7 separate regions of the Mus musculus genome follow, and all the other regions are linked to region 5. A link is a contact called in public HiChIP or PLAC-seq and promoter capture Hi-C data. All regions are on one chromosome and are shown on one strand. The core of a region is the stretch at or near the end of the contact, and the rest is flanking DNA. Distances in the headings are between cores, read along the strand shown. Region 1 holds the start of Slc30a6 (solute carrier family 30 (zinc transporter), member 6). Region 2 holds the start of Smchd1 (SMC hinge domain containing 1). Region 3 holds the start of Lpin2 (lipin 2). Region 4 holds the start of Myl12b (myosin, light chain 12B, regulatory). Region 5 holds the start of Lbh (limb-bud and heart). Region 6 holds the start of Spast (spastin). Region 7 holds the start of Yipf4 (Yip1 domain family, member 4).

Region 1 (3,808 bases), core at 842-3,341, 1.5 Mb after region 5:
TTGTAAATCAGGCCTGCCTCAAACTCAGAAACCCTCCTGCCTTTGCCTCCCAAGTGCTGGGATTAAAGGGATGTGGTAACCAACCAGTTCAAAATACACCATTCCAATGAGATATTTTCTTTAGTTTATTCTGCCTGGAAAGCGGTATTTCCAAGAATACTTATAACTCAGAAATGACGCTCACCTTGTAGAAGCTTTTCTGAGGGACTGGAGAGATGACTCCGTGGGTAAGAGTGTTTCCTGCTCAATCCTGAGGACTGAGTTTGAATCCCAGCACCCATATTTGGTGATTTACAAAAGCCTTTTAACTTCAGCTCCAAGGCATTCTAATGCCATCTTCCGGCCGCTTCAGACACCTGAACACACAAATAAAATATTTTTACAAAACTCTGACCACTATGAATTATCTACCCTGTCAATATTTATAACATAACTCCCCCCACTTCTTTTTAAAAAACAGGGTATCACTGTGAAGTTCTGGCTGGCCTGGACCTCACAGAATTCTGCTTGCCTCTGCCTCTAGCTACTAGGACTAAAGGCATGATCCACCATACCTAGCACATTACCTTAGTTTTGACATTCTACTTACAAATAACTGAATTTTTTTTCTTCTTGCATGTGTCTCTTACTAGGATACAATTTCACTAAGATCAGTGCCTAGAAGATAAGATCTGCAAATACAATCTTTATAGGCTACAATGACTGTGCAAGAAAGAAACTGTAGAGATTTAAAACTCTGTTATGGGATAAAGCCAAGTATTTTCAGTTCAAAGTCAGCTATTCTGAGTTCCACACTAGCTTATGAAACATATAAGACTTAAGGCATGCTTCAGATTTTTAAAAATATTTTATTCTTGGACAGTTTCCTGGTATATAATAAATTTTAGTCCTTGTCTCACCCTTCCTTCTCCCCCACCCCCCACCCCCGAAAGTATTCTCCCTAAGAAATCCCTCTCTTATTGTTCTGTCTTTTTGGTACTTTACGTAGTGAAGTGTGACTTGAATTCAGTGTCCTGCCACAGCTTCCCAAGACAGGCACCATATACAAAACAGTGGACTCCAGCTACAAGTGCTTATTTTTTCCTTAAATTTGAGATGCTCTCACTAACTGGGGAGGCTGACAGTGACCTACTCTAAACCCCAAGTATGCTTGAACTGAATATTTCTACCTCAGCTACCAAATCTATAGGGTTACAGGTTTGCACCCAGTTTAGGCAATTGAACCCTTGTGTGTCATGCCTAAGGGCTCTACCACCTGGTGGTGGTGTCAGATCCTCTTAAACTGCAGTAGCCACTTGGATGACTGGAGTCAGGAAAAGCCATCACCTCTTTTCATTCATTCATTCATTCATTCATTCACTCACTCACTCACTCACTCACTCACTCACTCACTCGTTCGTTTTGGTTTTGAGACAGTTTTGCTGTGTAGTGTAGTCTTCCTGCCTCAGCCTCCAGCGTTAGAATAGTACGCAGGCGATGCTGCACCCTGACCGGTGACGTGCACCAGTAAAGTGCTCGTGGAGGCCAGAGAACAACCTTATACTTAAGGTTGACGTTCACCTGGGTTTTTGAAATCGAGTCACTAAGGATATGCCTGCCTCTGCTTTCCTGAGTGCTGAGATCAAACAGGTGTGGCCATCGTGACGGCGTAGGTTCTTGTGATTTAACTCGAATCCTTGTGTTCTTAAGCCAAGCGTTTTCTGCGACATTATTTTTAATGAAACAGTTGGGAATTTGATAAATGTATTTTTAACATAGGCTGAGTCTACCTCGAGGAGCCTGACCTCGAAATCAGCGAGACTTGCCCGGCCTTACTGTGACATTTCTTAATGTTCCTGCTTCTTCATTTTTAAAACAGGAGTATAAACTGTAATAAACTCACACTCTGGTAGAAGACTTTGAACAGACCTCAAAGTTCCTCCCAAGGTGATAAATGCCCACCCTTTCCCTGGGCGAGCAGCCCCGCCCAGAGCAGCTCTAATCCGCCCACTTCCCAGGCGGCGGAGAACAAAAAGACGGCGACCTAGGGTACATGCGCAGTCCCGCCCCCTCGCCCTGCAACCAATCGGATTCTGAAGGCCCGCCCCTTCCGCTTGAGAAATGCGACTTCTCAGAGCGTCTTCCGGCGGGAGCTGTACGGCTCCTTACCATGGTGAGTTGGCCGTGGGGTGTGCGGGATTCTTGCGGGATGTTTCCCTCCTGCTTCCTCGCTCGAGCGCCCTGCTGTACCGCAGCTGCTCGGAACCGCGTGGTCGGGCCTGCGCTGGGGTTCCCAGCGCTCGGGTTCTTGAAGGGTTCCTGCTCTGTGCCTCTACAGCTGGGAAATGCCAGATTTGCCTAATGTTAAAATTAAAGCTTCCTCTGAGAACAAGTGAACGCCATCAGCGACTTGAGGCTTGCGTGGGGCTTTCTAGGGCGTGTTCACTCGTTTGCTTTTCAGTGTTTGAATAGCTCGGCACTGAGCAGCGGCTACAGAAAGGGTTAGTGGAGCAGCTCGGGAAAGGTTCTAGTATACGCTATGGTTGTTGGAATGTCAGGTTTTTCCTAAAAATTATTGAGTTAATTATTAAGCTGAGTGTTTTGGCACATGCCTTTGGCCTACAACTCAGGAAACTGAGGCAGGAGGATTGCACTTCGAAGTTCACCCTGAGTTAAATAGAGACTCTGACCCGAAAAAAAAAAACAAAAAAACCCCATAATCTAAAACCAAACAACAAAACGCGTAAGTCAAACATAATTATCTCAGTATTCTGTAAAGGTGAACGGGTGGTTGCGTTTTCAGATGTCAGAGTGCTGACCGCCCTTTGAAACGATCACAAAAACTCATTGAGCCCTTACTGGTAACTTACATACGACAATGACATATTTGTGTTCTTACTGTTGCCACCATAAAGTTTCCTTCTTTGGAGGCCAGCCTGGTCTACAAAGTGAGTTCCAGGACAGCCAGGGCTATACAGAGAAACCCTGTCTCGAAAAAAACGAAAAACCAAAACATTAAAATATTATATATTAAAATGTCTAATGAAGATCTGTAAAAGAATTCACCGTATTCTTTTAAATTGTGTGGTTATGTGCACGTGGGTGCAGCTGTGGGAGAAAGCCAGAGACATTAGATCCCTGGAGCTGGAGTTACAGGGAGCTGTGAGCAGATGTGGATGCTAGGAGTCAAGCTTAGGTCCTCTGGAAGAACAGCCTGTGTTCTCAAGTACTGAGCCATCTCTCTGGTTCCCAGATTTTTTTTTTTTTTTAAATTTTGTGTATGGATGTTTGTCTGCCTGTTTCTTGGTGCACAAAGTACGTGTCTGGTGCCCGGGGAAGTAAAATGAGGGTGTTGAATCTCCTGGGAGTGGAGTTACAGACAACTGTGAGTGCCGTGTGGGCACAGGGAACTGAACTTGTGTCCTTTGTAAGAGCAGTGAATACTCTTGATTTGTGAATCATAGTTCTAGCCCTTGATAGGGGGAAAATCACACACAGTATTTTCATAAAATTTCAGTAATCCTTTGGGTACAGAAAATGGATAGGATAAACCAGTTGTGGTGCACGTCTTTAACCCAGCATTCTGGAAGCAGAGGCAGGTGGATCCTGAGTTTGAGGCCAGCCTGGTCTGTAGAGTGAATTCCAGGGCAGCCAGAGCTATACAGAGAAACCCTGTCTCAAAAATAAAAGTGTGTGTGTGTGTGTGTGTGTGTGTGTGTAAAATGAACAGTGACCAGACAACCTTCAGTTATTCCAACTTTAAAGAAATAAACATATACAATATACACGTTGTAGCAACAGTGAACAGCTTGCAAACTGTGTTGTTTGA
Region 2 (3,298 bases), core at 547-3,046, 1.4 Mb before region 5:
AGAGAGAAGCCGGAGCCTGACGTGGTGGCACACACCTTTAATCCCAGCACTCGGGAGGCAGAGGCAGGCAGATTTCTGAGTTCTACAGAGTGAGTTCCAGGACAGCCAGGGCTATACAGAGAAACCCTGTCTCGAAAACCCCCCCCAAAAAAAAAAGAAAAAGAAAAGAAAAAGAAAAAGAAATAGAGAAAAAGAATCGAAAAACCAAAAGAAAAGAAAAGGAAAAAGAAAGCCCACTTTGGCAAAGTCAAACTCAATTTGAATTTTTTCAACAAATATACAAGGTACTATCTTAGGACAGTGGTTCTGACCATAAGAAAACAGACATTTACATTACAATTCATAACAGTTAGTAAGTAACAACTAGAATAATTGGGGTGGGGGGGCACCACACCATAGGGAACTGTATTAAAGGATCACAACATTAGGAAAGCTGAGAATCAGTGTCCTAAACTAGGTTTTCTGGAAGGAAAACACTGTTTAAAACACTGTTTTATTGCCATATTCTTCTTTTAAAAGTTCAGAGCCCAGAACGGTGGCACTTGGGTCTGTGACTACCAACACTGGACAGCAAAGGCGGATAAAGTTCGAGGCCAACCTGGTCAACAGAGACTTCTAGGCTAGCCTGAGCTACACAGCAAGACCTCAAAACAAAACCCCGCAATACCCCTCCCCCAACATACTCAAGCTCAGGCAACAGTAAGAACAACAACAACCTATAAAGCATCTCACAGTATAAAGCACGTCTTGCTACGTAGTCATTCTTTTTTTTTTCCCCCCAAGCAGGTATACTCGTTCTTTGTTGTCCGCATGGTCACTTAGAGCTAGTTCAGGAACTCCCAAGGAAGTTGGAGCTCAGAGAACCAGGACAGCTCCTAATACTAACCTAACTTAGTATTACTCTGTAGAAGAATCCTGCTGGGACGGACCAGGCAAACCTTTCTGACAAGACAAGCCGGTAAAAGACTCCCTCCATCACCTCCCTGAACCTGAGGTACCCGGACTCCTGGAATCTCACCCCCCCACCACCACCAAACAGCGCAACCCTCGCAACACTGACTGTCCAGTGGATGCAACTCTGCATCTTCTGAAGTTACAAACTAGGACAAACACAGGTGCTTCTCCGACAGGAGGATGCACTAACTACTCTGCAACCATAAAGCAGTAACTAAACCTATAAGCGCCCACTAACTTGGAAGTCCCGAACGCTAGACCAGCACGGGCCCACGGAGGGGCGTGATCCCATCCTTCTTGGCCAAAGCCAGGCCGGCCGGGACATCCAACCAGGGATCATCCGCAACGTGGGCACCCGGCAGAGGCCAAGGCCGCAAGATCCCGGCCATCTGACAAGTTTATGGCGGTGACCCACCCAGGCTTCAGGCCACCTACCCTCACCTCCTCGCGAGCATCCCTCCAGCGCCCCGGGACGTACCTGACACACAGAAGCGCGGAACCCCGCGTAGTCCGCGTGCTCCGAGACCTGCAGTGCGCGATCCCCTAGCTCCGAGTCCTTCCCGCGCCGGTCAAACAAGTACACCGTCCTACAGCCGTCGACGGCGCCATCTCTCCCAGATCCCTCCGAGAGGCCGGCGGGATCGCTGGCGCCCTCCGCTGCCATGTTGAGGGAGAAAAAAAGAGAAGGCCCTGCGGCTCTCGGGCGCGCTTCCCGGAGACACCGACCCCGCGCGTGCCCTCGGCTCCAGCCGCCGCGGCTCCGAGCCTCAGCGGGCCGCGCAGCACCGACTGTGGGCAGCGGCCGGGAAGTAACCCGGGAACCGATTCAAACGCGCTTCTGCCGGGGTGCCGTACGTCACTTCCGCGACCCGCGAACACAGGGACGCGCTGAGCGCGCCTCAGAGCCCGCCAGCTACGTACGCCGCCGCCCACCAAGCCTCCTTCCGTGACCTGAGAGCGGGCCGCCGCCGTGGCTGCTGCGCAGGAGGAAGAGGACGGCGGACGGAGACCCGGCTAGTCCAGCAGGCCGTGGGGCGGGGCGGGGCTGGCCAAGGTGGGGCGGGGCTTCGCGCCCAGGCCACGCCCCCGGGCTCCTGCGGACCGCGGGGACTGGGGACGGCCTGGAAGCTGGCTTCCAGCGCCTTAGGGGCCTTCGCGGGGGGAGGTGGGGGGGGGCGCAACTCGCAAGCGTGTCGCCCCAGGGTCTATGCAGGCTCCCGCTGCAGGGCCCTGGCGCCTTCCCCCTAGCCATGCGGTCTCCAGGGCGCTACCAAGTCGGGCGGACGCGGCGGCTGGAAGCTTGCACCACCTGGGTCCCGGTGCGGTGGACACTAGCTAAAACACCGGGCACCGCTCTGCTTGCACGCTTCCTTCGCCGTCGTGGGTGGGTTCTACTGTGGGACAATGAGACAAAAGCTCGGCCTCGAGGAAGAGCGGGTCTCTGACGTCACGAGGCCGCGATGCGCGCCCCCGGGTTAGCCAGGCTCTGAGGCTTTAGGCGGCTGGGAGTCTTGGGATAATACCTAACCTACTCACCGAGGTTGAGTCAGCTTCTAAGCGTGCAATGTGTAAGACAGCCTCCTCGAAAACTTGAGCATAAAACTTTATATGCTCCAGTACGGGGGAATGTCAGGGCTAAGAAGCAGGAGTGGGTGGGTAGGGGAGCAGGGTGGAGGGAGGGCATAGGGAACTTTCGGGATAGCATTTGAAATGTATATAAAGAAAATATCCAATAATAAATAAATAAAAAAGAAAACTTGAGCATAATTATTGGGGGATGCGCTTCTGACTCTACAGATAGCAAGGAATGGGGGGGGGCGGGTAACCTTGCCAGATGCTTGCTCTCTGATTCTTAAAACCTGGATGCTTTGTACTTGAGAGAAACGTGTAAATTAATGAAACCCATTAATTAATTGAGTTCTTTTATGTGTCTAGAAGTTGGATCAGATTTAAGGGTGCTGTTTTACTAGGTTCGCAGGAGCCTTAATGATCAATGGTAAAGCTAGACTCAAAGTCAATGCACCTTGGAAACAGACCGGGTTGTTGGCACCAAGGACAGTTGGCCAGACATACAAAAGTGTGAAGGTTTGCGTAGAGCGGCATAAATAGTATGACTGGAAGAAGAGAAAATGAAACAGTAGGTGAGGTAGGTGAAGTTGTGACCAAAAGCTGGTCATGTTCTTGAAAGGGCACCTGAGAGACAGGAGACACGAGAATAACCTCCAACTATCATGAGATTTCTGTAAAATCTTATTGTAATTTGCTTTTTGTCAGTCTTCCTAGGCCTACATCAAACTTTGATCCTCCTGCCTTGACCCAACCTGAACCCTTGATGGCTTCAGAG
Region 3 (3,723 bases), core at 1,117-3,616, 1.7 Mb before region 5:
CACAATAGCTAGGAAATGGAAACAACCTGACTGTTCTTCTACTGATGAAAGACTAATGAAAACGTGCCACAGATAGACTATGGAATATTGCTCAGCTGTGAAAATGTGCTACAGATAAGACTATGGAATATTACTCAGCTGTAAAGAAAAAAAAATCATGAAAATTTCAGCAAACAGAACTGAACTTCTTCTGACCTTATAGTAAAATGGCTTCCATCACTCAGATGGAGTCAGGCTGGCCCATCACTAGCCCCAACCAATATATCTACCACAGAAATCCTGCTCCCAAGGATCAGGAATCATGTGGAAGAAGAGGAGGCAGACCGATTGTAAGAGACAGAGGGAACAGGAAGTTTGCTATGAGATTTTTGTCTCAGAAATGTCAAGGAAGCTATACCCACGAAGCCTCAACTTGGCTGTTTCAAGACCTGAACAAGAACCATACCAATAGGCATATTAATATGGAATGGAGAATTCTTAGGGGACCCCACCCCTAGACAAAGAACTGCAGACAATTAAGTAATTCTGAGTGGGAGAAATAGTCTTCTCTAGGGAAGAGACACCCCAATTAGTTATCCAGTACAAAATGATCAGTCCTGAAATAATATACATACAATTAACATGTATGTGTTTATGTTATGAGCAGGCTGATTTATATATCTATGAATGTATGTATAAGCAATGAAAAAATAGAGGCCATGAATATGAGCGAGAGCAAGGAATGCATGAGATGGGTTGGAGGAAGGAAAAGGAAGGTGAAATGCTGTAATTATATCCTAATTTCAAAAATAAGAATTATTAAAAATAAAAACAAAAACAAACAAACAAACAAAAGAATATGCCGTTCCATGGCTTGTAAGGAGAGGCTGCAGTGCACGGTGGGGAAACCCCGAAAGGACACAGAAAGATATTCTTAAACAAAACATCAAGACAGCTTGCAACTCTAGAGTCAAAACATCTCGGGCCAAACTACATTAGGGGCAACAAGGTCTTCTCTCTTTGAAATGAAAGATACATCTAGACTAGCAGACCGATGATTGGTGGGGGAAGGTTCTTGGCCATGAAACTGGAAGGTGGTAGGGTCAGAAGGTGAGGAAAGACTCTGGGCAGTGAAGCAGATGGGAGTTGGGTGTGCCCCAACTTTACAGGTATCAGCTGGGGGAAGTCGAGGAACAGTCAACAAATATTTAATTAGTTCCTCTTCTGCCTCAGTAGTAGCATGAAGCAGGCAGCCACTAGAGAATGAGGAAAATACTATAAACATGAACCAATCCTTCTGAGTAAGGTGTCAAAGCCCAGAGGGGGCGGTGACAGAGGAAGGGCGGGTTGTCTGCTGCTTTCTGCATGATGAGAGGAAGGAAGCGTGAGAATATTTCCCTCCCAAGGTAGGAGGTAATGAAACTATCCCGAGAGAAACAGGAAAAGTCAAGAATGAGAAGCTAGAGAACAAACAGTAACAGCGTGTTCTACAGTCTGGGCTGCAAGCTACATTGGGCTCCCAATGGGAATGAAGGTGTAGCTGTTCCCAGTGCATTGACTTGGGGATTGAGGACTGGGTTCTCTGGGTTTAATTGCACTTCCCCACAGCGGAGGAGTAGTATTTCTCGAGCATTTACGGGAAACTTTCAACCTTGAAAACATTTCTTTCACTGGTAGATCAGATGAAGAGCCACGCTGAAGTGAAAAATCCCAGTAGGTTTGGGTGTCTCTGTGGACCTTGGTAACTACTGAGGCAATCTGGTTGAATTCCACACGGCGGTACTTAGGCAGGGAAACGAAAGGTTTCCCGGGTCCCAGCACAGACTATGCTCACCGCGCTTCATTGTTGCAAAGAAACTGCTGTGCCCAGGCCCATACCGGAGAGAGTTTGTATAAATGCATGGCTCAGCGGCCGGAAGACTGTGTCACACTGTTCATGCTCGCGGTGAGCACGAAGAAATTAACAAGCATTTAGAAGTGATGCCATGGCCTTCCATCGAAAGAACCAGCTGCAGATATACAAGACGAAAAACAGCCGCCGTCACTAACACTCGCAGCTGCAGCCGTTAAAGTGCACTTTTTAAGTAGGCGGTGTTATCACCGAGCTCCAAGGGTAAATAAGGAAAGATACGGGTTCTGCAGTGATCCCATGATGGTGCACTCGCGTTACGCGGGGACACCATTATGCAGCAGACCGTTTGCACTCTTTTTTGGTAGCTGGACTCTGAAGCCCGACGCAGCGCCGCAAGGTTGCCATGGGGACCGGAGGAAACTTTTTTTTAAAGCGCCCTTCTGAGGCCGGCGCCGGCGTCGAGCTGCTCTCTCCCCGGAGGGGCCCAGGGCTCCAGGCGCGCGGCCGGCGGGGGCGGAGCTCGCGTCACGTGGCCGGGCCGGGGCGGGGCGTGCGCGCAGTCTACCGCCAGCTCGGCCGCCGCCGCCGCTGCTGCCGCCGCCGCGTCCCATTCATGAGGCCCGGCGGGCTCCGCTGTAGCCCGCGGCTTCGGAGGCGGCGGCCCCGCCCCCTGCTCCCCCGCTTCTTGGGGCATCCCTGCGGGGCTGCACAACAGTCCGCCGAGTGAGAGCCGCGCGCGGTGCCGCAGGTAAGCGGGCCGGAGACAGCGCCGGGGCTTCCCGGGGGGCCGCGTCCCCGCTCGCGGCCTCGCCTCGCGTGGGCCACGTAGCCGCGGCCGCGCCGCCTGAGGACGCGCGGGCGTCTGCGGAGACCCTCACGTCGGCAGCGGTCCTCCGAGCCGCGGGCGGCGCGCCCGGGGACCGCAGCCCCGGGCCTGGGGGAGGGGAGCGGACGCCGGCGCGCGGTCGCGGTCATCCCCCGGCCGGGACTGGCGAGGTGCAGTTATTCCCTCAGGCCGTTGGCTTGCCCGCCGCCGCCGTCGCCGTCGCCGCCGCCTCCTGCAGGCCGCGGACCTGGTTTAGATGTGAGTAGCCTGTTGCCGGCGACCCCCGGGGCCCTGGAAGGTTCTGTCGGCTGTGGGAACCGGAGCTCTGAGGCCCAGTTTTGAGCGCCGCGGATCCACCCCAGCCTAAGAAAATTATTTTCATTCAAATTTAGGATGGCGTTTCGGAGCCATAATTATGCAGAACAAGACTAGGAAGATCGCCCTCGCTTTCAGAAAGTACTGGAACGCAGGATACTTGGAGAGGCACTGAGGGATTACTGAACAAGCGGCCACACACTTATTTTAATGCATCTTTGAGACTTAAAAAAAAATTAAAAATGGAAACTGAGGCTCTTGCATGGCGCTGAAGCTCATTTGCCCAGCAGTAGGGATGCTGGTTAAGTTGGTACCGAACCTCGCCTCACTAATTTAAAACGTTATGATAACACAAGTTGAATTTTGAAATCTATTTTGGGATCATTTGCCGGTTAGTGTCTGTGTTGATCCGACATTGATTGCTTTCACTGGCTTAAAACTACGAATCGTGGCAGGTATTGCTAGACTGGGTTAGCAACCCAGCCAGCCACCAAGTGTGGGAGGAAACAGGTGTTTTAGCCCTCGTTGGGCTGCCCTGCCCGGTGTGCCCTCTCACATTGCCCGTGGGTAGCCTCCTACGGGCTTCCTCCTAGTTAAATGTGTTCTTGATTGTGGTTTATCGGCCCCAGCGATCTTCAAGTTCGAGGTAGTAGCAGAATAGCTGTAGCATGCTAGAAATGAAATGGCTGGGTCTACTTTCGCGTTTGTGGCAAAATTGAGATTCGGCAGAGCAGCTGTATGCTTAAGAGGC
Region 4 (3,523 bases), core at 906-3,405, 1.9 Mb before region 5:
CCAGGCACGGCGGTAAGCATGCCACACATATTAATAATTAATCCCCACAACAGCTTATAACATGAGCGCTGTTGCTATGCCAACCTTCCTAGATAAAAACTAGGAAGGGGCAGAAGCAACACCTAAGGAATCCAGCCTCGGGACATGTCCCTCCAGCCCTGTGCCTTTCGTATCAGCAGCTGCAAGGGCCGACCATGAAAACTTCAGCCACTGGCAAGGCTGCTGTGTTCCTGGAGCTGATGTGAAGTACGATGCCTGCCATGCTGAGGACACAGAACCAACCAAGAGGCGTCTTTAAGGTCTGTCTGGCCTCGCTTTCTCTTCCAAAGTCCAAGGACCTGACCATGGGGAGCACGCCTGTAAAGAATGTAATAGGCTACGGCTACATCCCTCTAATGCCTGGAAACAAGTCCAGAGGTGACACCACACCCAGAGCCCAAAGGGACTGTCCTGGATATCGTGTTTTTCAAGCCACTTTATTCCTCTGAACATCATGTAGTCTTTTTTTGGTTTGTTTGTTTGGTTTTTTCGAGACAGGGTTTCTCTATAGCCCTGGCTGTCCTGGAACTCACTTGTAGACCAAGCTGGCCTCGAACTCAGAAATCCGCCTGCCTCTGCCTCCCAAGTGCTGGGATTAAAGGTGTGCGCCACCACCGCCCGGCGGTAGCAAGCTTTGAGGCTCATTTGTTTACCTGTCCTCCTCCTTTGCACATAGTGAGTTCTGATACCCTTTTCTCCTGTGCTTGTGCCAGGTAAGGGGAACTTCAGAGGGAGGAAGGGAAACCTGCTTCGCCCGCCATGTTAAACTTGTCACAGAAGAATCAAAGACGCTGGTAACCGGGGCAGATGAAAGCCATCCCTACACAACTGTATCATTCAACCTTGGGGGAATGGGGATATCGGTCCCATCCCTGGCTTTCCTAACTTTGGCCAACCATTATCACCCAGGGATCTGTCCTTCATAAGCTGCAGCTCAGTGAACAGGTGCCTTTGTGTGTGTGTGTGTGTGTGTGTGTGTGTGTGTGTGAGAGAGAGAGAGACAGAGAGAGACAGAGAGAGAAACAGAGACAGAGAGACAGAGTGAGGAGCAAGTGGATAGAAAAACCCTGGTGGCATCATATGAATTCCTGAAGTGATGTTCCCAGGCAAATGACATCACCTCACTTAAGGGTTTATTGAAGGAGAAAATGCTGTGATATTTCTCTAACACACAGGACTACAGCCAAGCCATCTCTAGAACAAAAGCTGTCAACCCGATTCCCTAAACATCCTTTGTCGTGTTACTTCCTTGTCGTGGGTGACTCCCCAAATCCTCTTACGTAATTTTTCATTTCTCATCGAGTTTTCAGTACACCTCTAAAGAAAGAGGCCTACCTTGGCTAACTAACTACGTTATTTTATTGTATAGGGTCTCGCCTGGGGTCGTGTGTATCCAAGAGCCCTACCCTAACTACCTTCCTCTTTCCCAGCTAGTACTCAGTTATTGTTCTTCTCCCTTCCGGCTGACCACCCGCGCTTCTTGTGCACATAATACGATGCTCATCTTTTGAGCTTTTTGCTCGGTACCTCCTAGCAGAGATCCACCAGTTCATCTTGGATCCCTGGCTCAATATGTTCTCCATTCTTTCCAGCTTTCTTCGAATTGTCCTCTAACAATGAGCTAAATCTTTGCAAGACCTAAGACCCAGTAAGGATTTATGCAAATCAGCCCATTTTAGCATTTGCTAACCAGGAACTCTAGTACCAGTTCCTGGTTTCCTCTGGCAGGAACCATACACCAGCGGGCTTCTCCTCCCCCAACGCGTCTAGAACAGATGCACGCAGTTGCGCTAACACACAGCTTGGACCTGCAGCCTGCAGCCTGCAGCCGCGGCAGGTGCGGGCAGCCGGGCACCAGGTGTCAGTCATCGGATGTCGCAGGCCCAGTGCACACGGTCCCGGGGCCTCGTTCGGCCAGGGTTCGCCAGCACAGGAACCGCGTAGGGCCTCGAACCGAGCCACCTCCGCTCCACCAGCCGATGGTCCAGCCGCCCGCAGGCTCCAGGCGCGGTTGCGCAGCACTAGGGACAGATGCGGCCCGGGAGATGCCCCGCGGGGTCGAGAGCCACTCACCTGACCTGATGCTGCACACCCGAGAGGATCCGACCGGCGACTGCGACCAGCGGAGGTTGGGGCGGGACAGTGGCGGCGCCGCACTTCCGGCCCGGGGGCGGGGCGGAAGGAGCACCGGCGAGCCCGGCGCGACCAACCGTGGCAGGGGGTTGCTGCAAGCGTTTCGAAGACCCGGAGGACCCAGGCAGCCAGCGGCGGAAACTAGCCTGGCTGCACGACCCGACGAACTCAGCCCCTGTAGCCGCGAGTACATATTCCCCAGCTCACTGGCACGGCATCCTCCTGCCGCAGCCGCGCCGGCTTGCTGGTCTCCCCGGCTCCCAGCGCAAGTCCCGCGCCCCTTCCGCATTCCCGAGCCGAGGGCGGAGCGCCAGCGCTGGAATTTGACCCGGGTGGGCTGGGAGCCGCCCTGGTTTGGGGGTCCCCTGGCGCCTGCAGCGGGCAGCCCGAAGTTGCCTGATTTAGCAGAGGGCAGTTGGCCTGGTTAAACTGAGTTTTAGATAAACAATGCTCAAGAGAAGGAATGTAATCCGGAAGAGGGCGGCGGCTGAGCACTCTCCAGTGGGCTCCAGAAACGTTCTCGCTTATTTGAAATTGCACTCCAGCCAGTGGCCTTTACTTTCTCCCCGCCGGGAGGTCATATTCTAGAAGTCTGATCAGAAATTCCGTGTCAGACGGTGGTGGCGACACCTTTGATTCCAGCACTTAGAAGGCTGGGGCAGCATCTCTGTGAGCTGAAGGCCAGCCTGGTCTACAGAGCTTAGTTCCAGGACAGCCACGCTACACGTAGAAAACCACCTCCCTTCCTACCCCACTTCCAAAAGAAATTCCTCCAAGGCAGGAACACTATGGTCTCCAGCACTGAGTATCCGTGTACTTCACAGCAGTCCAGACAATACAAATACAACTTAGGGGCCAGCAAGATGGCTCAGCAGGTAAAAGTGCCTGTTAGCACGCATGACTGAGTTATTTTCTCAGGGCCCACAGAGAACAACCAATTCCTGTAATTTGTTCCTTGAGCCCCGTATGCAGGTACCAGGGAATGTGCAGCCTCCTCCCCAAACTAGTAGATAAAATGTAAAATAAGATAATAATCCTAATAAATTGAGGGTGGCTTTAAATATGCGCTTGAAAAAATCAGGGTCTGGGATTGCGTAGGTCAGAGGTGGAGAATAGGCGCCAGGTGGTACTGATGCTGTATCTTTGATCCTATTTGTCCTCAAAAATCATTGCTTAAATAATTATGTTTCTTATAAAGTTATGGCACTTTCAGGGTTTGTTACATAAGTCTACCACCACTTCCTAGATCCTCACCCTAGGCAATGTAAAATCAGTTAATGAGCAGGATGTGGTGGGCACAGGCCTTTAACCCTGGCATTCCAACGGGTAAACTTAACACAGCAAAAGTCCC
Region 5 (3,284 bases), core at 568-3,067:
TGATAGGTAATAATCACAAATATGTAACATGCATGTGTCTGTGACAGGTCACGATGGTACCATCCATTGCCTTTCATCTCAGGTCTTGTGAGGGATTGTATGGGCAAACATGGGAGAAGGTTTTCTTCTGCTAACCCAAGGGTCTGCCTCAGGGCCCACCCTCAGAGGGTTTCCAGGAAAGCTCGGTCTAGAATCTAGATCTCTAGACTTTGGCTTCTCTTTGGCTCCCCAGGTGACAATATGCCACATGTCAGCCAATGGCACTGAGATACTTTCCCATTCTATTAAAAGGCTCAGGCTGCCCCTCCATTAATAACACACCACGGACCATCTTCCCTTGGCCCCTGTTCATAAAGCCCCACCCTCCGCCAGACCCCTGTCACCTGGTCAGAAGCAGAAGCGAATAGTCCTGAAGAGCACAAACAGCGCTTCATTTGTCTCAAGGGGGTAAGGACAGCCTCCTGCGTTTTTCTGATTACAGGGCTTATGAAATACGGCTCTTTTAGGACGCTCCAGTTTTTACTCAGGATGTATATAGGTACGCATAGTTGGGAAAGCAGTTATTGCAAAGTTGCTCTTAGAAAGAGTAGATGCTGAAAATTATGAGGTCCTCTTTCTCAACATCCGCGTGGCCCCTGCTACTGAAAACTCGTCTCTTGATGCCAGCAGCTTTTTGCTGGATATAACCAGTACGCTTTTCTTTCAGGGTGCAGACTTATTTTAAATCACATTTAATTGTGTTTAGTTTTCGACCACGGCTCTCCCTTTCCCCAGTCCCTTTATGCACATAGGTCAAGGTTAGGAAGCTGTTTTACAAGAGTAATTGAAACAGAGGCCACAGCGGGGCAGCGCTGGGTACTGAGTCAGACTCCGTTCTTCCTGGCTGTAGGGGCTGCACAGCAGTTTAGTCTCCAAGATAGACACCGGAACTGCAATTCCTGGGCTATGAAGGAGTCAGTCTCTCAACTCTGTGTTTTCTATCAGATGGGCTCTGGGAGCTAAGGCTAGCCGGGTGTACTTGTATTCCGCTCGTTCTCCTCACCCTCTACTCCCAATGCAAACCGTATATGCTACTCTGTGTGTGTGTGTGTGTGTGTGTGTGTGCACACGCAAGCGCGCTCGCGCAACGGAAAAACCCTAGTAAGACACCACATCCTTTCTCCCACAAACAGAACCCTCCATGGACTCCAGGACCGCAGACTTTTAGAAAGCCAACAATGCCCCCTCCGGCATGGGTGCCTCCAGCCCCGCAGCTGTGCAGCCTTCTTTCCCATCTTTTCCTTTTTCCCCCGGCCCCGCCACGATCGGGATGCCACAGGCGATAATGTCCAAGAGAGGCCTACTTTGCATGGATGACCAGTGAAGGGTCCTGAGATGTGGAAGTCACAGAGAACCCGACAGCGGGCGCTCGGATGGAAGAATGGCGCCCTCCCCCGGCGATCTGTCTCTTCCCGCGTGGGCCCCCATTCCTTCCTCACGCCCACCCATCCCCGTAGCCCTTAGAGTCCCTGTGTTCAGAGAGGGGGCTGCGGACGCTGCGGATTTATGGTCAGGAAGCTGCGTTGACATTGAACTCCAGCTCGGGAACACGCGTGTGTGTCAACGGTGGGGAGGGGGGCGGGCTCGTAGCTGCTGGGAGCCAGCTCAGGCAGGGTGCAGAGCCCGGCTGGTCCCCGCCGCCGCCCGCGGGAGCTATGAGCGCTGAAGCCATTCATGATTTTGGTGACGTTATTCTAAGAGTGGGCGAGGAGAGGCGGGGCCGCTCGCCGACAAGCCCCGCCCCTCCCTTATAAATGCTGCTTCCCGGGCTCTTTGTGGGACCCGGAGATCGGTGGAGAGCGGAGAGCTTGGTCTGCACTGCCTACGCCGTTGGCAGCGAGGCTGTCTCCGGAAGGCGGACCGGCGCTAGCCCAGTACCCGCTCTCGGCTGCCCGCTGCTCTCCTCTGCGCCCCTGCCAATCTCATTCAGGACTCAGTGACTGGTTTTTTTTTGTTTGTTTGTTTGTTTTGTTTTGTTTTGTTTTTCTTAATCACAAGGGCGTGGGTCAGCCTCCCCTAGGACTTCATGTCTGTATATTTCCCCATTCACTGGTGAGTATCCTGCGCCTTTGGCGGCCGCCAGTTTAACCCGGGTGGCTGCGCAGCCCGGCAGCCTCCTAGTGCCGGCTCCGGGTACGAGGCCGGAGAGTGGCACGGACACCCAGTGCGGGTTAACCCGCCAGCCTCAGCCCCTGCAGGAGTCGACGTCAAGGTTGCAAAGCTGGAGGTTGGGGGAGGCGGTGCTGAGAGCATCCAGACAAAGGAAGTGAACTCGGAACCTTCACTTAAGTGGCGGCCAGAGGGCGTGGATATGGTGGCGTTGGGTGGGGAGAACCTGGGGTCCCACCTGAAGCCCCCTAAGGAAACCCTGTCCGCTGAGGGCCACAGGAGATGAGTCCTGCTTGGTGCAGGGGGCTCCGGTTTCCCGGGCCCCTCCCCTTCTCCTTTTTGTTTGCACGCAAGTCTCGGCGTCGAGGATGGCTGCAGAGGGGCCGAGCTGGTGCAGCCGCTGGGTTTGCAGAGCTTCTGGGGGAGGGAGGATGCTGGGGAGACGCTCTCCGCACAAACAAGCCACAAGCATCAGGGTGCAAACTACACCCTCACAACCCCTGCCCTCTCCGTTGTCCCTTAAATCCAACGCGCCTTTGTGGAGGGCCGGGGCTAGGAAGGAGCAAGCTCTCCCAGTGCCAGATTGGAAGAAGCCGGCCACTGCTGAGTCGGGGGCTGCAGAGATTTGCCTGCAGCCGGGGAAGATCGGGTGTGGAGGATCAGAGCCGAGAAGGATGGGGGACAGGCCCCTAGCTGCTGGGACGTGCGCGCCAGCTGCTTCTTCCTTCCTGCTGTGGTGTAGAGGAGGGGCGCTACAGGGAGGCGAGCACCCGTGGTCCTGGAGCGCGCTCGCAGGTGCCAGCCTTGGAGAGCCAGACCCGGGTCCAATGCAAGGTCTGAACCCGGGGAGAGCGGCGCTATTCTGCTTAGCCCAGGAACTCTGAAAGTTCGTGTTTCTCAGTTTAACTTTTTGGGCCCGCGCCACAGTTCCAAAAAGGAACAGACGCCGCTACAGGAGACGACGACCCTGGTCTTAACCCTGTAATGCTATTGACTCTCTTCTTTCAGGGATTGGAGGCAGCTTTTCCAGACTAGGGAGGAAATTGTTAAAGTCTAGCTTCTAACCCTAAACTTGCCCCCATGACAGTCACCCTTTCTTAGTCTCTCCTCCCCCTCCCAGTTTAACTGTGATTAGA
Region 6 (3,573 bases), core at 739-3,238, 1.4 Mb after region 5:
TGACTTCAGACACACCAGAAGAGGGCATCAGGTCCCATTACGGTTGGTTGTGAACCACCATGTGGTTGCTGGGATTTGAACTCAGGACCTTTGGAAGAGCACTCAGTGCTCTTACCCGCTGAGCCATCTCACCAGCCCCCTGTACATCTCATTTTTATTTAGTTGACATATGTATAAAACATATTTCTTATACTTTATTTTATTTACCTATGTATTCATATATATTTATGTACATCCTTTTTATTTCACACACACACACACACACACACACACACACACACACGACATGATTGATTTCACACAACCACTACTATATGGTTCAAAAGAGAATCAGAGCTTACTGGATAAAAGGAATTGAAAGGAATACAAATTTGAAAGACAGAAAACATTTCAGAATGTGAAAAATATAATCAGGATCGAAGCAGAAAAGAAGGCAGGCAGCAGTGGGAAACAATGGACGTAAATTTTGCAGCAATCTATGATATTTATATTGGTAGGGAATATAGTTTCAGCAGAATGCAGGGATTCTCCTATGCGCTCACAGGGGATCTGTATGCCTCACACTGGAAACAATAGAGACTTTGTGTTAGTAGTCACTCATTTAGGCAACAAGAAATAATTGTGGCAAACTGAAATGAGAGGGGGTGGTTTTGTTTGTTTGTTTTTAAAGACAGGGATGAGGGGAGGGGGATGGGCGAGGGAGGGAGAAAGAGGAAAGACTGAATAGTTTATTGGATAGGCAATATAGTCTAGGAATCCAAAAACTCTGGGAATACAGATGGCATCGACTGGCTCTTAGAGCTTTTGATTTCAACTAACTTCTATTTCCAGATGCCAGTTCGCAGGAGTCTGACTGGCCCACGGTTTGTTTTCCTCTATGTGATCCAGGATCTGTAGAACAACTGCTGATCATTAGAATATGGGAAATATTGAGTAGATAGATAGTCTACCAAAGGAAGAAATGGTGAAGACATATACACACATCCACGTGCACACACAGATAGTATGGATTCTACCAAGTATGGTAACTAGGCAAAACCCAAGAATGACTGCATTCACATAACTAATCCTGAGATAACACAAACGTGTAATAGGTTAGTTGAAAGTAGGGTTCGTGGTCCTCGTGGTAATAAAGTTTTCCCTTTAGGATGTCTTGAACTTTGTCTCTGCAACTTGTTTCCCTCTCAGCTAACATACCCAAATTGCTACACACTGCCTCTGATACGAAACTCAGATCAGCCATCCTTTGCAAAAGACCTATTGGCTCAACCAGCAGAAAACAAAGATATATAAAGCAATAGGAGTGATGATGCACACCTGTAATCCTAGTTTTGGGGAGACGGAGGCAGAAAGATCAGGAGTTGAAGGCCTCCTTCCTCAGCTACAAGAGGAGTTGGAGGTCAGCATCTCACACAAAGGCAAACAACCGCACTGCGAGACAGCAGACCTGAGCACTAGTAAAGCCACTCAAACGCTGTTAACCCCCATTTAAAAATTTATTATCAAAGCTCCCTATTCCGATTCTTCAAAAGTCGAAGAACCTGCGGAGCGACGAACCCCTGGGACCATCGCAAGCCGAACCGCGCCTACAGAACTGAGGTTCCCAGAGAAAGGGGCATAGCAGGGGCGTGGGGGGTAGGAGGATGCCGCACATGCGCACAAGCTCCCAGGTCAACAAAGACGGCGGCGTACGCGCGCGCACCAGAGCCATTCACCGAGGACGTGCGCGTGCCCGGCCGCCGCAGCGAGGTGCCAGCGGCCCAGGGGACAGAAGGAAAGGAGGGGCAGGAGCCACCGGCCGCGGCGGGAGGAGGAGGAGGAGGAGGAGGAGACGGGGTTGTGCTCCTGGGCAGCTGAGGAGCGAGGGGCGGGGCCGGCGAGCGGCGCGTGCAGGTGCCAGGCTCCCGGGCTCCGGCTGGCGCGCGAGCGGCTCCGTGGGCCCCCGCCGCCGCAGTGGCAGTGGCCGCCGCCGCCGCCGCTTGGTCGCCGTCGGTCTGCGGGAAGCGGGTTATGGCGGCGGCGGCAGTGGGAGCTGTGAATGAGTTCTCCGGCCGGACGACGGAAGAAGAAAGGCTCGGGCGGCGCGAGCCCGGCGCCCGCCAGGCCTCCGCCCCCCGCCGCGGTCCCCGCCCCTGCCGCCGGCCCGGCCCCTGCGGCCGGCTCGCCGCCTAAGCGGAACCCGTCTTCTTTCTCGTCCCCGCTGGTCGTCGGCTTCGCCCTGCTGCGCCTGCTGGCCTGCCACCTGGGGCTCCTCTTCGCGTGGCTCTGCCAGCGCTTCTCCCGCGCCCTCATGGCCGCCAAGAGGAGCTCCGGGACCGCGCCGGCGCCCGCCTCGCCCTCGCCCCCAGAGCCCGGACCGGGTGGCGAGGCCGAGAGCGTCCGCGTCTTCCACAAGCAGGCCTTCGAGTACATCTCCATTGCCCTGCGCATCGACGAGGAAGAGAAAGGTACTACTGGGGGGCTGGAGGGAGGCCGGCGGGCTGGCCGGGGCGGGCGGCCCTGGGAGGACGCCACTTGCGTCCCTTTCCTGCACCCCCGGAGTTGATCTGCCTCGGGAGTCCGAGTCCCCACAGGCCAGATCCTGCTGTGCGACGCCTAGTTAGTTGATCCTCACCCCTTTCAGGGCGCCCTGACTCGACTTTGTTTCAGCACCCCCACACTTGTGCATGACCCAAGTCCCCGTGAGACACCCAGGCGTGCTGGTGACAGTGACAGTTGGCCTAGAGTGACCGACCACACGGGATTCTTTCTAACACTGTAAACAGTGTTGCTTTCTCTGAGCTGGGCTTCCAAAAGGTTTTGGTATCGAAACAGCTGTGTATAAACTTCATTGAGAAGGGTTCTGTAGTGTTTGGAGAGGAAAAAAAAAAGGGGGGGGTTGACTTGGATTTGAAAGGAGTAGTAGCTCCTTATACTTAGAGCCGGATTTGCCATATTCTGAAGTTTCATGAATTATTTTTACCAATATAGTGAGTCTTGAAGATTTCTTTTTTATTGAGCTGTATTTCAACCGCTAGTTGCTTTAGTTTTTACTATTTTGTTATTTTTATTTTATTCCAAGGCACTCTCGAGTTTCTAAATTTTAATGTTAAAAATATTAAATGAATGAGTTGGGTAAACAGGCATATATCATTCTACCATAGAAGATAAAACAAACGCTCCTGCCTCGCAGTGAAGGCAGGAATACTGCATACTTCAGGTTTCCTTCAAGCAACATCTTTTCTTCGCCTTTCTGTGTGGCAGGCATTGTCAATTCATTTTGCATGTGTCTTTGATCCTCACAATAATTCTGAGGTCAGAGTACTATCAGTACAGGTCTTTTACAGATGAAATTACTACTTACAAGATGGAAACAGGTGACCCCAAATCTATGCTAATCGTTAATTGAAAACTTGTGTGGGAAATGCTAAGTGGGGTTTAGAAAGCCTTATGTCTCTTATTGTCACCCACAGTAGCAGACACAGGAGAAGAGTAGTTTGTGCTTGTGAGAGCAAGCTTTTTGTGCTTAGCTCTTCAGTACTTTTTGGGAGCATAGAGTGATCACTTGGGGAGGATGGAGAAGGCAGTCCTCCT
Region 7 (3,721 bases), core at 890-3,389, 1.6 Mb after region 5:
TCTATGAGAAACGCATGGCCACGGAAGTAGCCGCTGATGCTCTTGGTGAAGAGTGGAAGGGTTATGTGGCCCGGATCAGCGGTGGAAATGACAAGCAAGGTTTTCCCATGAAGCACGGTGTTCTGACCCATGGCAGAGTGCGCCTGCTGTTGAGTAAGGGGCATTCCTGTTACAGACTAAGGAGAACTGGAGAGAGGAAGCGCAAGTCTGTTCGCGGATGCATTGTTGAAGCTAATCTCAGTGTTCTCAACTTGGTTATTGTAAAGAAAGGAGAGAAGGATATTCCTGGACTGACAAATACTACTGTGCCTCATCGGCTGGGACCTAAAAGAGCTAGTAGAATCCGAAAGCTTTTTAATCTCTCCAAAGAAGATCATGTCCGCCAGTATGTTGTCAGGAAGCCCTTAAACAAAGAAGGTAAGAAGCCCAGGACCAAAGCACCCAAGATTCAGCGTCTTGTTACTCCACGCGTCCTGCAACACAAACGCCGACGTATTGCTCTGAAGAAGCAACGCACTAAGAAGAACAAGGAGGAGGCTGCAGAATATGCTAAACTTTTGGCCAAGAGAATGAAGGAAGCCAAAGAAAAGCGCCAGGAACAGATTGCCAAGAGACGTAGGCTGTCCTCTCTGAGAGCTTCTACTTCTAAGTCTGAGTCCAGTCAAAAATGAGTCTTTAAGAGGAACAAATAAATAATGACCTTGAATCTTAAAAAAAAAAAAAAAAAAAAAAAAACCCCTCACTGGAGAGATGTATTGGAGGGTAGTTATACAAAAGGCTGCCTCTGATGCACAGTGGCAAGCTGTGAAGGCTTGGCCTATATAAATGGTATGGCACATGTACACAGGAAGACTACTCCACCTGTGGTAACAGTGGAAATAAATTGAATTTGGCCGCTGGTGATGACATGGCTGCTGTCGCTGTTAACAAAGCTGGGCTAGGGGAGTACCAGGCTAAGGAATGTGGGTGGCACTCGGTTTACCAACATACACACATATACAGAAGTTTAGAAAAATGAAAAGCAAAATTTAAGATTATAAACATAGACGAGTAACTAGGAAGTTGGTTTAGAGGTTAAGAGCTCTTGCTCTCTTGTAGAGACTTGAGTTTGGGTTCCCAGAACCCGCATTGGGTGTCTGCAGGAACCGCAGTTCTGAAGGATCTGAAGCCCTCTTGTGCCTTCTGCAGGCATCTGCACACACACATACCCTCAAGCACACACGCATAGCCTTTAAAAATAAAAACCGGGCTGGAGAGATGGCTCAGTGGTTAAGAGCACCGAATACTCTTTCAGAGGTCCTGAGTTCAATTCCCAGCAATCACATGGTGGCTCACAACCATCTGTCACGGGATCCAATGCCCTCTTCCTGTGTGTCTGAAGAGAGCAATGGTGGTGTACTCTTGTATAAAATAAATAAATTAATCTTAAAGAAATAATAAAAACGTAGGTGAATTTGCAAACTTTGGGTAGTTTATTAGGGAACAGATGAAATCAGCAGCAGGCAAAAAGCAAGGGCTTCTTTGCCCTAATTTATCCTTTCTGGACTGCTGCCTTCTTCATAAATTAATTTGGCCAGAGTACTTAAACCGTAGGTGGAAATTTACAGCTTTACAATGACCATTCTCCGGCCTCTTAATTTTGTTGATAAGGAGACTAAGCTTTGTCACGACACATAATTTCGTAAACATCCTATATAATTAATATATAGAATTATTGTGGCAGAATCTTGTGGTCGGAAATGAGGGGTTGAAGTCCTAAAACTTAAGTAGTTTGTGTGTGTGTTGTGTGTGTGTGTGTGTGTTGTTTTTTTTTTTTTCCTTTGAAAAAAAAAGGGCCTCACTTTTTTGCCAATGCTGCCTCGGCCTCTCTAGGAGTTCCGGGAATTACAAGCGTGAGCCATCAAACGACTAAGCTCTCAAATTGTGTTAAACAACAACGAAGAAGATATGTTTATAAAAACTCAAACAGGGAAAAAGGTAGACAGAATTATTTAAGTAAACAGCTGATGAGGGCGGAACAGAGATTTCAGAGGCCACTTCCGGTGTTGGAGTGGTTTCCGGAATCAACACAGAAACAGCCAATCAGAATCTTCTCGCGGGAGCCAATAGTCGAGCAGATTACAAACAGCCAATCCCGGCGGCGCTGTCACTGTTATGGTCCTGTCAGGGCCCCGGCGTCGTGGTGCTTGGGTGCTCGCCACCGGCTGGCCTCGGGTGCGACCTGGTCGGCAGCCAGAGGCTGCGCTTAGCTCGCGCGTCCCCTCCCTCGGCCGAGCCCGCGCCTCCTGGCTCGCAGGCCGCCCCTTAGCAGGTCGTCCCGGAGCCCCGGGCCCAGCCGCTCGTCAGCACCGAGGCCGGCGGGATGCAGCCTCCGGGCCCGCCCCCGGCCTATGCGCCTGCCAACGGGGACTTCACCTTTGTGTCTTCGGCGGACGCGGAAGGTGAGGCCGAGGCTGACCTCCGGGGCTCCGGGGCGGGGGGTTGGCAGAGCTGGGGGACTCCGCCCCTGTGCTCCCTGGGCCTTCCCGGAGGCCTCTGGGGACGAGGCAGGGTGCGGGGCGCCGGCGCTGCGGGCTGGGGTCCCCGGGTGTCCTGGTTCACCAGGGAACCCGCCGATCTGGTGGAAGGAGTTCTTTCTGAACTCCGCTCCGCAGTTACTCAAAAGAGTGAGGGATCTAAGGGAGAACAAAGTGGGGCTGTGTGGCTCTGCTATTAATAGGAAAACCTTCCCGACTGAGGTGACTTTTGGCAGGTTATGGAAAACTTACTTGAAAGGAGACGTGCTTTTATTTATTTATTTTTAATTGAACTTGATTTCTTGCCCAGATCCCTGGGTCCACACAGTTTGTAGTGTTTGGTCCCAGTGTTCAAAAAACTGTATTCAGGAGCATTTGAAACTTGAGGAATTCAACTTAGTGTTCCCAACAGTGTCTATAGACTTGGCTTGTACTGTTTGGAGCAAGCGACTGTGCTTGCTTAAAACAAAACAAACAACAACAAAAACAGGGAGAAAAAAAAAAAACAAAAAACGTTTCTACTGTGGGAAATTTCCCCCACCCCTCATTAGTTCAACTCCTTGTAACCTGGTTTTGGATTTTGCTTTTATTTAATCTTATTTACTTACCAGGGACCAGATTTTTGACTGCCCAATATGAAAAAACAAGTTGATTTCGATATAGACATGGAAATACCTGGTGATGAACCCCTTCGACCCCAGCACTTGAAAAGCAGAGGCAGAGAGATACCTGAATTAAAGGCCAGCTTAGACTACACAGTTATCAAGTTCTCTGCCTGCCGGGGTTACATACTGAAACCCTGTCTCAACAAAGTAGAAAAGAAATTTCAGTTTAAAGATGAACGTGAGTTTTCTCAGAAATCTGATTTCTTTCTTTCTTTTTTTTTTTTTTTGTCTTTTCGAGACAGGGTTTCTCTGTGTAGCCCTGGCTGTCCTGGAACTCACTTTGTAGACCAGGCTGGCCTCGAACTCAGAGATCCACCTGCCTCTGCCTCCCGAGTGCTGGGATCAAAGGCGTGCGCCACCATGCCCGGCTAGAAATCTGATTTCTATAAATATGATTTGTTTCTTTCTTAGTTTTTTTTTTTAACTCTTTCTTTGGTTTTTGTATTTTTTTTTTCATTTTTTAAAAATGAGACAGGGTCTCACCATGTAACTCTGTTTGGCTTAGAACTTTATGTAGACAAGGTAACCTCTGTCTCCCTA

What was found. Promoter capture Hi-C pulls out the DNA fragments that hold promoters and counts their contacts. HiChIP or PLAC-seq counts read pairs in DNA pulled down with a chosen protein or histone mark.
Region 1: a contact with region 5 is called in a promoter capture Hi-C map of pre-B cells, with 3 times the contacts expected there. The contact joins the promoter of Slc30a6 here to the promoter of Lbh in region 5. A contact is called at or near these places in 1 of 39 promoter capture datasets (pre-B cells) and 1 of 484 Hi-C or Micro-C datasets (B cells).
Region 2: a contact with region 5 is called in an HNF4G HiChIP or PLAC-seq map of pancreatic cancer cells. The contact joins the promoter of Smchd1 here to the promoter of Lbh in region 5. A contact is called at or near these places in 2 of 39 promoter capture datasets (the SN4741 cell line and pre-B cells), 1 of 484 Hi-C or Micro-C datasets (CD4 T cells) and 2 of 115 datasets of contacts at active chromatin or transcription factors (astrocytes and pancreatic cancer cells).
Region 3: a contact with region 5 is called in a promoter capture Hi-C map of pre-B cells, with 5 times the contacts expected there. The contact joins the promoter of Lpin2 here to the promoter of Lbh in region 5. A contact is called at or near these places in 2 of 39 promoter capture datasets (liver and pre-B cells) and 1 of 9 other capture datasets (liver).
Region 4: a contact with region 5 is called in a FOXA1 HiChIP or PLAC-seq map of pancreatic cancer cells. The contact joins the promoter of Myl12b here to the promoter of Lbh in region 5. A contact is called at or near these places in 3 of 39 promoter capture datasets (liver and pre-B cells), 1 of 484 Hi-C or Micro-C datasets (B cells) and 3 of 115 datasets of contacts at active chromatin or transcription factors (astrocytes, embryonic stem cells and pancreatic cancer cells).
Region 6: a contact with region 5 is called in a promoter capture Hi-C map of hippocampal neurons, with 5 times the contacts expected there. The contact joins the promoter of Spast here to the promoter of Lbh in region 5. A contact is called at or near these places in 1 of 39 promoter capture datasets (hippocampal neurons) and 1 of 115 datasets of contacts at active chromatin or transcription factors (embryonic forebrain).
Region 7: a contact with region 5 is called in a promoter capture Hi-C map of pre-B cells, with 4 times the contacts expected there. The contact joins the promoter of Yipf4 here to the promoter of Lbh in region 5. A contact is called at or near these places in 1 of 39 promoter capture datasets (pre-B cells), 2 of 115 datasets of contacts at active chromatin or transcription factors (astrocytes and regulatory T cell precursor) and 1 of 9 other capture datasets (liver).

The regions. Positions count from the first base shown.
Region 1 is chr17:74,393,517-74,397,324 of GRCm38.p6, forward strand. It overlaps Slc30a6 (solute carrier family 30 (zinc transporter), member 6), which reads left to right and starts at 2,092. Exons shown (of 14, transcript NM_144798.6): 1 at 2,092-2,152. The coding sequence starts at 2,150.
Region 2 is chr17:71,473,547-71,476,844 of GRCm38.p6, forward strand. It overlaps Smchd1 (SMC hinge domain containing 1), which reads right to left and starts at 1,797. Exons shown (of 48, transcript NM_028887.4): 1 at 1,433-1,797. The coding sequence starts at 1,618.
Region 3 is chr17:71,181,166-71,184,888 of GRCm38.p6, forward strand. It overlaps Lpin2 (lipin 2), which reads left to right and starts at 2,367. Exons shown (of 20, transcript NM_001357791.1): 1 at 2,367-2,579.
Region 4 is chr17:70,988,361-70,991,883 of GRCm38.p6, forward strand. Myl12b (myosin, light chain 12B, regulatory) reads right to left here and starts at 2,156. Exons shown (of 4, transcript NM_023402.2): 1 at 2,113-2,156.
Region 5 is chr17:72,916,488-72,919,771 of GRCm38.p6, forward strand. Lbh (limb-bud and heart) reads left to right here and starts at 1,818. Exons shown (of 3, transcript NM_029999.4): 1 at 1,818-2,091. The coding sequence starts at 2,066. Gm30375 (predicted gene, 30375) reads right to left here and starts at 1,668. Exons shown (of 2, transcript NR_168598.1): 1 at 1-1,668.
Region 6 is chr17:74,336,999-74,340,571 of GRCm38.p6, forward strand. It overlaps Spast (spastin), which reads left to right and starts at 1,989. Exons shown (of 17, transcript NM_001162870.1): 1 at 1,989-2,447. The coding sequence starts at 2,039.
Region 7 is chr17:74,487,354-74,491,074 of GRCm38.p6, forward strand. Yipf4 (Yip1 domain family, member 4) reads left to right here and starts at 2,140. Exons shown (of 6, transcript NM_026417.4): 1 at 2,140-2,441. The coding sequence starts at 2,363. It also overlaps the pseudogene Gm6476.